2 separate regions of the Zea mays genome follow, and region 2 is linked to region 1. The links are chromatin contacts, called in public Hi-C maps. All regions are on one chromosome and are shown on one strand. Each heading gives the region's core, a stretch centred on a gene start, on an enhancer-like site or on the middle of the called end of the contact. The rest is flanking DNA. Distances are from core to core; before and after follow the strand shown. Region 1 holds the start of LOC103650700 (protein MITOFERRINLIKE 1, chloroplastic). Region 2 holds the start of LOC100273880.

Region 1 (4,438 bases), core at 1,342-3,841:
GAGGTGTCGATTTGAGGCCCTTTGCATGCTGTGTTTCTTCCTTTTCTTCCGTGGCCTTGAATGTAATGGGTTTAGGCTCGGGAGCAGAGGTGGCTCCTTGCTTTAAGTTCACAATGTGTTTGGAGTCTTTGACCACAAGTTCAAAACTCATGAACTTTCCAATCACCTTCTCGGAAGACATCTTCTCATACCTAGAATTCTCACGGATTAATTGCACTTGTGTAGGATTACGGAAAACAAGTGACCTTAGGGTGAGTTTGATGGCTTCGTGGTCGTCCCACTTGGTGCTCCCGAGGTTGCAGACTTAGTTCACCAATGTCATGAGCTGGTTGTACATGGCTTGTGGCTCCTCTCCTTTGTTGAGGATGAACCGACCGAGTTCTCCCTCGATCGTCTCCCTCTTGGTGATCTTGGTGATACAATCACCTTCATGTGTCGTCTTGAGGATGTCCAAAATTTCTTTGGCGCTTTTCAACCCTTGCACCTTGTTGTACTCCTCCCTACATAATGAGGCGAGGAAAATGGTTGTTGCTTGTGAGTTGAAGCGTTGGATTTGAGCGGCTTCATCCGAATCATAACCTCCTTCTCCAACCTGTGGACCCTGTCTACCAAACTCAACAATATCTCAAATACTTTTGTGGAGTGAGGTTAGATGGTTCCTCATTTTATTATTCCACATAGAATAGTCTTCACCATCAAAAGTGTGGTGGTTTGCCTAAGGGAACCAAATGAGATTAGCATGTCTAGAAATGCGAGGATAACGAAAAGGAATTTTGTTACTCTTTTCACGTTCTTGGTGCTTGGAGGAGGAGGTTGACTCGACGTCCAATGTTGATGGTGCAGAGGAGTCAGTCTCCAACCACTCAAATAGCCATTTGAGTAAGTGGGCAAAAGCAGTCAGGCTGGTGGTGCACCGAACAATGAATAGTGCATGTCTGGTGCACAACAGACAACCTATAGTGCATGTCTGGTGTACTGCTAGGTTATGTTCTGGCGCGGGAGGTGAGAGTTCTAAGTTGGCAGGTGACCGTTGCGATGATGTCAGACCGTCTGGTGCTCTTGCCTCCCGAAAATCCCGAAGTTGTTGAGTTTGCTGGTTGCCTGCTATAAATATCACCGGACAGTCCGTTGCACATCGGACAGTCCAGTGCTTTGCTTCTCTGTCTAAGTTTAGGGCACCCACCAGACAGTCCGGTGCACACCGGACAATCCGGTGCCTCTCTGTCAGCAAGCTAAATTTTCCTCTTTTATTCAAACTTCTTTCAAATCATTTTGGCTATATTTGAGGATGTTCCTAAGACTTAGACAAACATTTGTGCTAACAATCCAACTAGTCTATATCTCATTTCTTGGACTTTTCTTTTCTCTAACTTATAATTCTTATATGCTCAAACTGGCTCCAAACGAATGATTCTTTGATCTTGAGCTATCCAACCTCTCTTGATATATTAAATAGGTTCTTAGAGGTATATGCAACTTGACCAAAGTGTGAAACTAGGTATTGTTCATATTTTTCAAGTTTTACCCCTCTATGGTTGGTTTTGAGCTATTTCTGACTTAGAACTGAGTTGAGTGGACTTATGCACCTATGAATCATAAACTAGGCAAACAAGTTAGTCCATAAGGTTGTGATGGTCATCAAGCACTAAAATCAATTAGAAAATATGGTAAAGACTATTTCCCTTTCAGTTTTCCTTAAACCTGAATCAATTCCATTCTTCTTAATTAATAGGCAGAGCTCCTGCCATCACGTTCAAAAAAAGAACGAAACCGAGATTAGAAGGAAAATCGAAATCGATGTCGCCCAATGGCAGCAGTTTCACGAACACCAAATCCCCTTGTCTGCACCTGCATTGGATCCATAAGCTTCACAAGAGGTGCTGCCTTGTCAAGTGGATCTACGGCTGGCAGTGGGGGTCCCTTGGACGACGACAGCCATAGGTGATGCGAAGCCGGATGTGGAGTTCCACGGGAGGCGAGCGTGAAGTTTCACGAAAGGTATGCAGCGTGGGAAATACAGATAGGGCTCAAATAGCTGGTTACTATATTTAGGACTGGAGTGATCGAGACCTAAACCAGTTTGACGAAATTTAAAGAAATAGGACCTCTATTGAAAGCTATTTTTTAGATATAAGTCATATATTTCAAAATAGGATCATGTTTGAGACTCTTGTTAGAGATGCTCTTAGTTAGTTAGTTACATGTCACAAATGGTGGATGCCAACGAGTGACACTTTGCAATACATGAATTGTTTGTACCAAAAAGAAAGTCTTGGGATATGTTATTTATCCACTTTATGAATCTTACTCATTCGGTCCCAAAATATAGTTATTTCTAGCCTTTTTTTTGTCTATATTAATAAATATAGACATACATTTAAGATACATTTATATATTAATTAATAAATGTAAATTTAGTCTAAAACACATTATATTAAGGATACATTTACATTTATGAAGTCTATTCCAATTTCTAGCCATTCATACCCCTGGTTCACAGGAAGATGACGAGGAGTTGGGCCGTGAAGCTCCACCAAACAATTTTTTAGCACTAATAGCAATCGAAGCTGCTTCAACCGGGATCAAGTGTTCTAGATCTGGTTTTCCAAACAAACCCGCAGTTTGTTTAGCCAAATGTTATGTTCACAACAATTTCACACTTGTGCGGCTGTGAAGATGCACACAACAAGAGCATTCCATTCCAGTGGCAGCCGCAGCCGCAGCCGCAGCCAGCCACCCGCATGGTCGTCTCGTCTTCTTCCCTGATCAGGCAGCAGGACTAGATCCATTCCCCCTCCCTCTGCCAATCTGGCCAGCTAGCCAGCCCAGTCCCCACGCCCATCCCATCCCATCTAAAAACTGCATCGAATCCTCGCCGCCGCACCGCTAGGACTCAGCCGACGGCATGCCGCCGCCCAACTCCGCTCCCCGCCTCGCGCTTCCCGCAATGGCCCGATCCCAGACCCAGACCCAGTCCCAGGGAGACCTCGACTTCCCGTCCCTCATCTCCGACCTCACCTCCCTGCTCCTCCACTCCCCCGCCAGCGCCGGCGCCGGTGGCTCCGGACCCGTCTTCTCCTCCTCCTCCCTTTCCATCCCCACTCCCAAACCCAAGCCGAACCCCAGTCCCACATCAGCAGCGCCGCCGACCCCGCTGGCGCGCGCGGCCATCGGGGCCTGCGCGGGCGCGGCCGCGGGGGCCTTCACTTACGCGGCGCTGCTCCCCATCGACGCCGTGAAGACGCGGCTCCAGGTGCAGGCGGCCGCCGCGCCGTCTGTGACCTCGTGGCAGGTGTTCCTGGACATCCTCCGGACCGACGGCCCCCTCGGCCTCTACCGTGGCCTCTCCGCCGTCATCCTCGGCTCCGCCTCCTCCTCCGCCGTCTACTTCGGCACCTGCGAGCTCGCCAAGTCGCTGCTCCGGCCGCACCTCCCGCCGTTCCTCGTGCCCCCACTCGCGGGGGCCAGCGGCAACGTCTCGTCCTCCGCCATCATGGTGCCCAAGGAGCTGATCACGCAGCGCCTCCAGTCCGGCGCCGCCACGGGCCGGTCCTGGCAGGTGCTCCTGGGCATCCTCCGCGCCGACGGCTTCCTCGGCCTCTACGCGGGCTACGCCGCCACGCTGCTCCGCAACCTCCCCGCCGGCGTGCTCAGCTACTCCTCCTTCGAGTACCTCAAGGCGTTCGCGCTGAGGCGCCGCGGCGGAGAGAGCCTGACGCCCGGGGAGAGCGTCCTCTGCGGCGCCCTCGCGGGGGCCATCTCCGCCGCGGTCACCACCCCGCTCGACGTCGTCAAGACGCGCCTCATGACCAGGGTCGGCGGCGCCGAGGGTAGCCGCACCGTGCTCGGGACCATGAGGGAGGTCGTCGCGGAGGAGGGGCTCGTCGGCCTGTCCCGTGGCATCGGGCCCAGGGTGCTGCACAGCGCGTGCTTTGCGGCGCTAGGCTACTGTGCCTTTGAGACCGCGAAGCTTGCCATCCTGCAGTGCTACCTTGAACGCTGCCAGAGCAAGGAGCCTGGAGCAGCAGCGCAGCCAGAGACGGAGCCTGGAGCTGCCGCTGCTACTTGAGAGTTTGCTGCCTGCCTGCTTTCCTTTTTGCGCCTTTTTCCCCAGGGAGGGAAGGTAACTGTTGCTGCTTGGTACTACTCTAGTCTAGGTGTATGCTACGTTGGCAGATGATGCACCATTATAGAGTAAATTTCAGAAACAGCATGGCAGTTACACAAGTCTCAACAACATTAAACTATTAAGTTACTAGACATCAAATCTGGTGGAAATTGGATACATTCTTCATAATTGGTTCGATTTGTGCGTATTTCTGCTGTTCCACTGGTGGTGAAACTACAACTGTTCCTTATCTGTCTAGCACCGTTGTTATTCTGGGCTATCCAGCCCCTTCTGTTACTGTTGTTAATGTGATCCCTCTTAATTTCCTCG
Region 2 (4,438 bases), core at 565-3,064, 340 kb before region 1:
GCCGCGGGGTGCCGGGCGACTATGCAGGGTCTCGAAACTATGCAGGATTCAGGTGGCTCTGTGTCGCACTGCTCAGCGACCCGAAGGAGTTGTTGCCGGCCGCGACAGACCACAGCGATGGCGGCAGTATCCCTGGCGCGCAGAGCAGCGACCTCGACCGCGCGTTGCTGCTATTCCCCCTCACATTCCCCTCCCCGCTCCCCCTGTGAGCCATATCCTTCTTTTACCAATTTGCAGCGTTCTTTGTCACCAATATTCAGAATAATGTTGGATTTAGATATATTGGATAGAAGAAGTGGATCATGCTTCTGAAAACAAACAGTGTCAGTAATTAGTCATTTTCAGAATGTATTGGGTGAATTGATCTAATCTTTTTGCCCTCATGTTATAGGAAAACAGTGGATTTCTCAACTGGTGCCTGGTGGTGGGAAATAGAGCGAAGAGCCCAAGCATCTTTGGGACAGCAATCACATAATTGACATTGTTTTTTCAGTTTACGCTAAAACTAGACTGATCAAGAAGGTGGCCCAGTTGTCAAAATGCATTTTTTTAATAAATGAAGATTTTATTCATAGTTCCAAGTACATTACATCGAGGTGATATAAGCCCTTGAAACGTCTTCCAGCCTCTGCTTAAACAGCACACAGGTTAAAACAACAAAAATATGATAACCCACACACTCTAATGGCTGTCAAAATGCATAGACAGAAGATGCCAAACTCTGGGTGGGCTGCATTTGATCGCAAGCAGCAGTGCAGATGACACTGGGTATGAAGGTCATGCTGATTCATTTCCGACGCTCTCAAATTCTGGAGTCCCTAATCTTGCTAGCAGCTCTATTACATAAAAAAGAATGGGCTGAAACCAAAGCCTTTTGCTTTAGTGGTTTGCCCTTCTGTTGATTCTGAAGCTGTTAGTAATGGATGTGGAAATAAGAATTCTACTAATCATGTCGATAATGGGAATCACAGTGCAATCTCTACATCTGTTAATAAAGTTATGCTCTTGAAAAAACGGCTATGTGGTGGGAAAGACAGTGCTGCTTGCCTATTGTCTAGGCACCACCTAGGATCTTTTTTTGAAACAGAGTGCTTATCGCATAGACCTAGATAATATATTAACAGGGTTCTCTTTCCATTTTCATTCGGTCCATTTTCATTAGGACCTTCTAATTTAGAAGCGTATGTCTCTGCACAATTAAATTTGGGTGCGGTATCTTGAGGCAATAGAAGGGCTTAACTGGGGTTAAAGCAGTTGTCAGTACTATTTTTTGATGGCCCAGTTGAATATGGAAAAACTGATTTGGAGACCAAATCCCAACTACACAAGACTTTTGAATGTTTCACTGAACATAACTTTTATTTTAACCTTACAGTTCGGCCTATAGAGTTCTAAGTTTCTTTTGCTTCACAACCAGGCTTATTTCGATAGCTTTTTTATTGCTAAATCTAAATGATTTCTACGCGCAGGACGCGCGCAATTTACTAGTTTGGTACAATTTGCGAACACGGTGAGATTAGACAACAACGCTCGAGTTTCCAATCTCTACCGGTGCAGAACGACGGCTCGATGATGGTAGGAAAGGTTGGCAATCACAACACGAATAAGAGAGTAATAAAGAGAGCGAGAGGGAAGTACGCATTACCGACTCCTGGATCTCCTCCCGGACGATGTAGAACGGATCCTGCGCCGAGCTCATGGCCTCTCCGACGAACGGATTGCCAGGCCTGGGCGCCTGGATTTTCCTCCCCTCGAATCCCTAGCAATATTTTGGGGGCAGGGGATTTGCTTGGTGCGGAGTCGCGGACTCGCGGTGCAGACGAGAGAGGAGAGATCCAGATCCCACTTCCACTGGTTCCTTCCTTGTTTCGTCTCGGTGACACTGCCACCAGGGTCCCACCTGCTTTCCGCGGCCGCGCTCGTGGACTCGGTGCACAGAGCATCCTCGGCCCACGTGGCGCGTCGGGCCCATCACGCAGTGACTTTAAGTCGTCGCTCTCTCCACCCTTCTTTCTCCGCTGCATCGGGAAAAGGGGAGCGAGAGGCGAAGCAGATAAGGAAGCCAGCCGGCAAGGGGAGCCACTCCGGCGTCGAGAAACCTAGGGCGAGCGCCTCGACGACTCCTATCACCCCATGGCGGCCTTCGCTACGGGCAGCACCACAGCGCGCGCGACGCTGGCATCGCCGACTTCGTGCCAGCCGGCCGCGCGCCGGGCGCCGGCCCGATGGATGCCGCTGCGCTGCTCGCCGCCGGCCCTGGGCCTCAGGGGAGGAGCGCGTTCTCGGCGGAGCGCCACGCTACGGGTGAATCCTTGCTGACCTGTACTCTCTGATTCGCGTTGCCTTTCAAGTGGCAGCTAATTGAAATTAGAATGGAGTATGTGAGAATATCGTGGAATTGTTTCTTTATAAACTACAGTAGAATGTGTCATAGGAACTCATCTCCGAATTAATGGCAGATATTGACAATTTAGGTCCACTGGCTGCTGTCCAGATGCTTGAACTATGTCCTGTACTCGTCGTTGCACTTGCCGGAGTTTGCAGCTACTATGAGCCATCCAATTTTAGTTCTGCTGCTGTATCAAAATTTCTGTTCCTAGTCCAGGACATCTGGGCTCAAAGACAATAAACTAGTATGAACTTGGTGTATCTTGGATGCATCCAACTTTTTTGAAAAATGGCCCCTTATCTTTTTAGGTTGTCAACCTTATGTAGGTGAAAAAAATTATGGCATGTAATAGCTTTGAAGATGTTTTCATTTTAATACTTATCATGTTACTTTCCAGTTTTCTGAAAATGTAGTTTTGTTTTTCATCCATTGAGTAGCTCTAGAAGTGAGCAAGTGACAACTGTTACTATACACAGCTTTTTTGTGTGCGCTTATAGTCCTATAACTGTTTTCTTACATGTATCCTTTTCCATTAGGGCTGTATATATCGTCCTTACACTTTAAAAACTTGTGGATTTCTACTATTTTTTCGACATTTTATCTGTATTTAATTTTTGGATGGATAGGTGGAAGCTAAGAAGCAAACTTTTTCTTCATTTGATGAGTTGCTGGAGAAGTCTGAGAAGCCATTGTTAGTTGACTTCTATGCAACTTGGTAAGTTACTTACTGGAAGTAATGAAAGTGGCGATGACAGGTGTCATGCTGAGCTAGTTCAGTACTCTCTACTAGATATAAGTTCTCTCCATTATTGTTGTGTTTTTAGGTCTTTGGTGTGTTTCATGTTCTTTCCATTATGCCAATGTGCTACCAAACATTTGGGAGGTGAAAATTGCACTTTGACTGGCATTATGTTCATCATCTGTGTAAATGCATGCATAATATCCACCACTACGAAAAGGCCTCTAGCGTAATGGTTAAGCCTTCCGAGTAAGACCTCCAGGTCCCGGGTTCGATCCCCTTGTGGGCGAATTTCGGGCTTGGTTAAAAAAATCCCCTCGCTGTGTCCCGCCATCCCGGGTTACGTCCACCCTTCGTCTGGGCCGTTGCAGAGTGGGGGGTGACGGCCCGCTAGTGAAGGGGGGCCAGGGTTTGGGGATTTTTTCGTCTTGGACCATGTTTCAGTCTCTTTTTAATATAATACCGGGAAGACTGTCTTTCCCTTCCCGTCCGAGTTTTTTTTTAATATCCACCACCTCCTACCCTTTTACTTTTTAGAAAAGATACCGAACTTTGGTGAAAGTTGAATAGTTTTTGCACTCTTTTTGCTCGAGTGGGGAAGACCTCTAGAAGTTTGGTCTGTTTTTCCACTTTTGTCTTTAGTGTTCAGTGTTCACCATGTGGACTAACCTGTTCAATTGTATTTCCTTCACAATTGATATTTGCAATACCTCAAATGCACCTTACTGATTTTAAAGCCTCTGCTTTCTACAGTCATTTGTTATGGCACTGTTCATGATGACATACATTACTACTGATATCTAACAGAAAAAACGACACTATATGATTAATTGGGTCATGTTCTGTTCATGATGATGTGCATTGTTTCCATCTGAGTTCTATCATATCCAGAAATGTTGTTTCACATTGTACTCATCAAACGACAAACATTGTCCCAACTCATAGCTGACAGGTGCATCATTGGTTTGTTAGCTCCATTGCACCATTCTTATTAAGAAGACAGTTCATCATTCAAATTAGTTATGAGCAGTCTGTGCATGAGCATTGCCTCTACATACTTCAGTAACATATATTTGCATTTGTTTTTGTTCTTCTTGTTAGGTGTGGTCCATGCCAATACATGGTTCCCATACTTCAAGAAGTGAGTGAGAAGTTAGGCGACAAAATTCAAGTTGTGAAAATTGATACTGAGAAGTACACTAGCATTGCAAGTCGTTACAGAATTGAAGCATTGCCAACTTTTATCATATTCAAGGATGGGAAACCTTGTTATCGCTTTGTAAGTGTTGAAAAAACAATGTTTTCAATTT

What was found. Hi-C and Micro-C count contacts between places; a contact is called where the count stands out from the background.
Region 2: a Hi-C map of endosperm shows a contact between it and region 1, with 2.4 times the contacts expected there. The contact joins the promoter of LOC100273880 here to the promoter of LOC103650700 in region 1. A contact is called at or near these places in 2 of 25 Hi-C or Micro-C datasets (endosperm and tassel).

Annotation. Positions count from the first base shown.
Region 1 is chr3:147,970,103-147,974,540 of Zm-B73-REFERENCE-NAM-5.0, reverse strand. It overlaps LOC103650700 (protein MITOFERRINLIKE 1, chloroplastic), which reads left to right and starts at 2,591. Exons shown (of 1, transcript XM_008676270.4): 1 at 2,591-4,436. The coding sequence starts at 2,906. The coding sequence ends at 4,069.
Region 2 is chr3:148,313,524-148,317,961 of Zm-B73-REFERENCE-NAM-5.0, reverse strand. It overlaps LOC100273880, which reads right to left and starts at 1,814. Exons shown (of 7, transcript NM_001148274.1): 1 at 1,646-1,814. The coding sequence starts at 1,699. LOC100382686 (putative thioredoxin superfamily protein) reads left to right here and starts at 2,070. Exons shown (of 4, transcript NM_001175410.1): 1 at 2,070-2,304; 2 at 3,016-3,104; 3 at 4,230-4,407. The coding sequence starts at 2,134.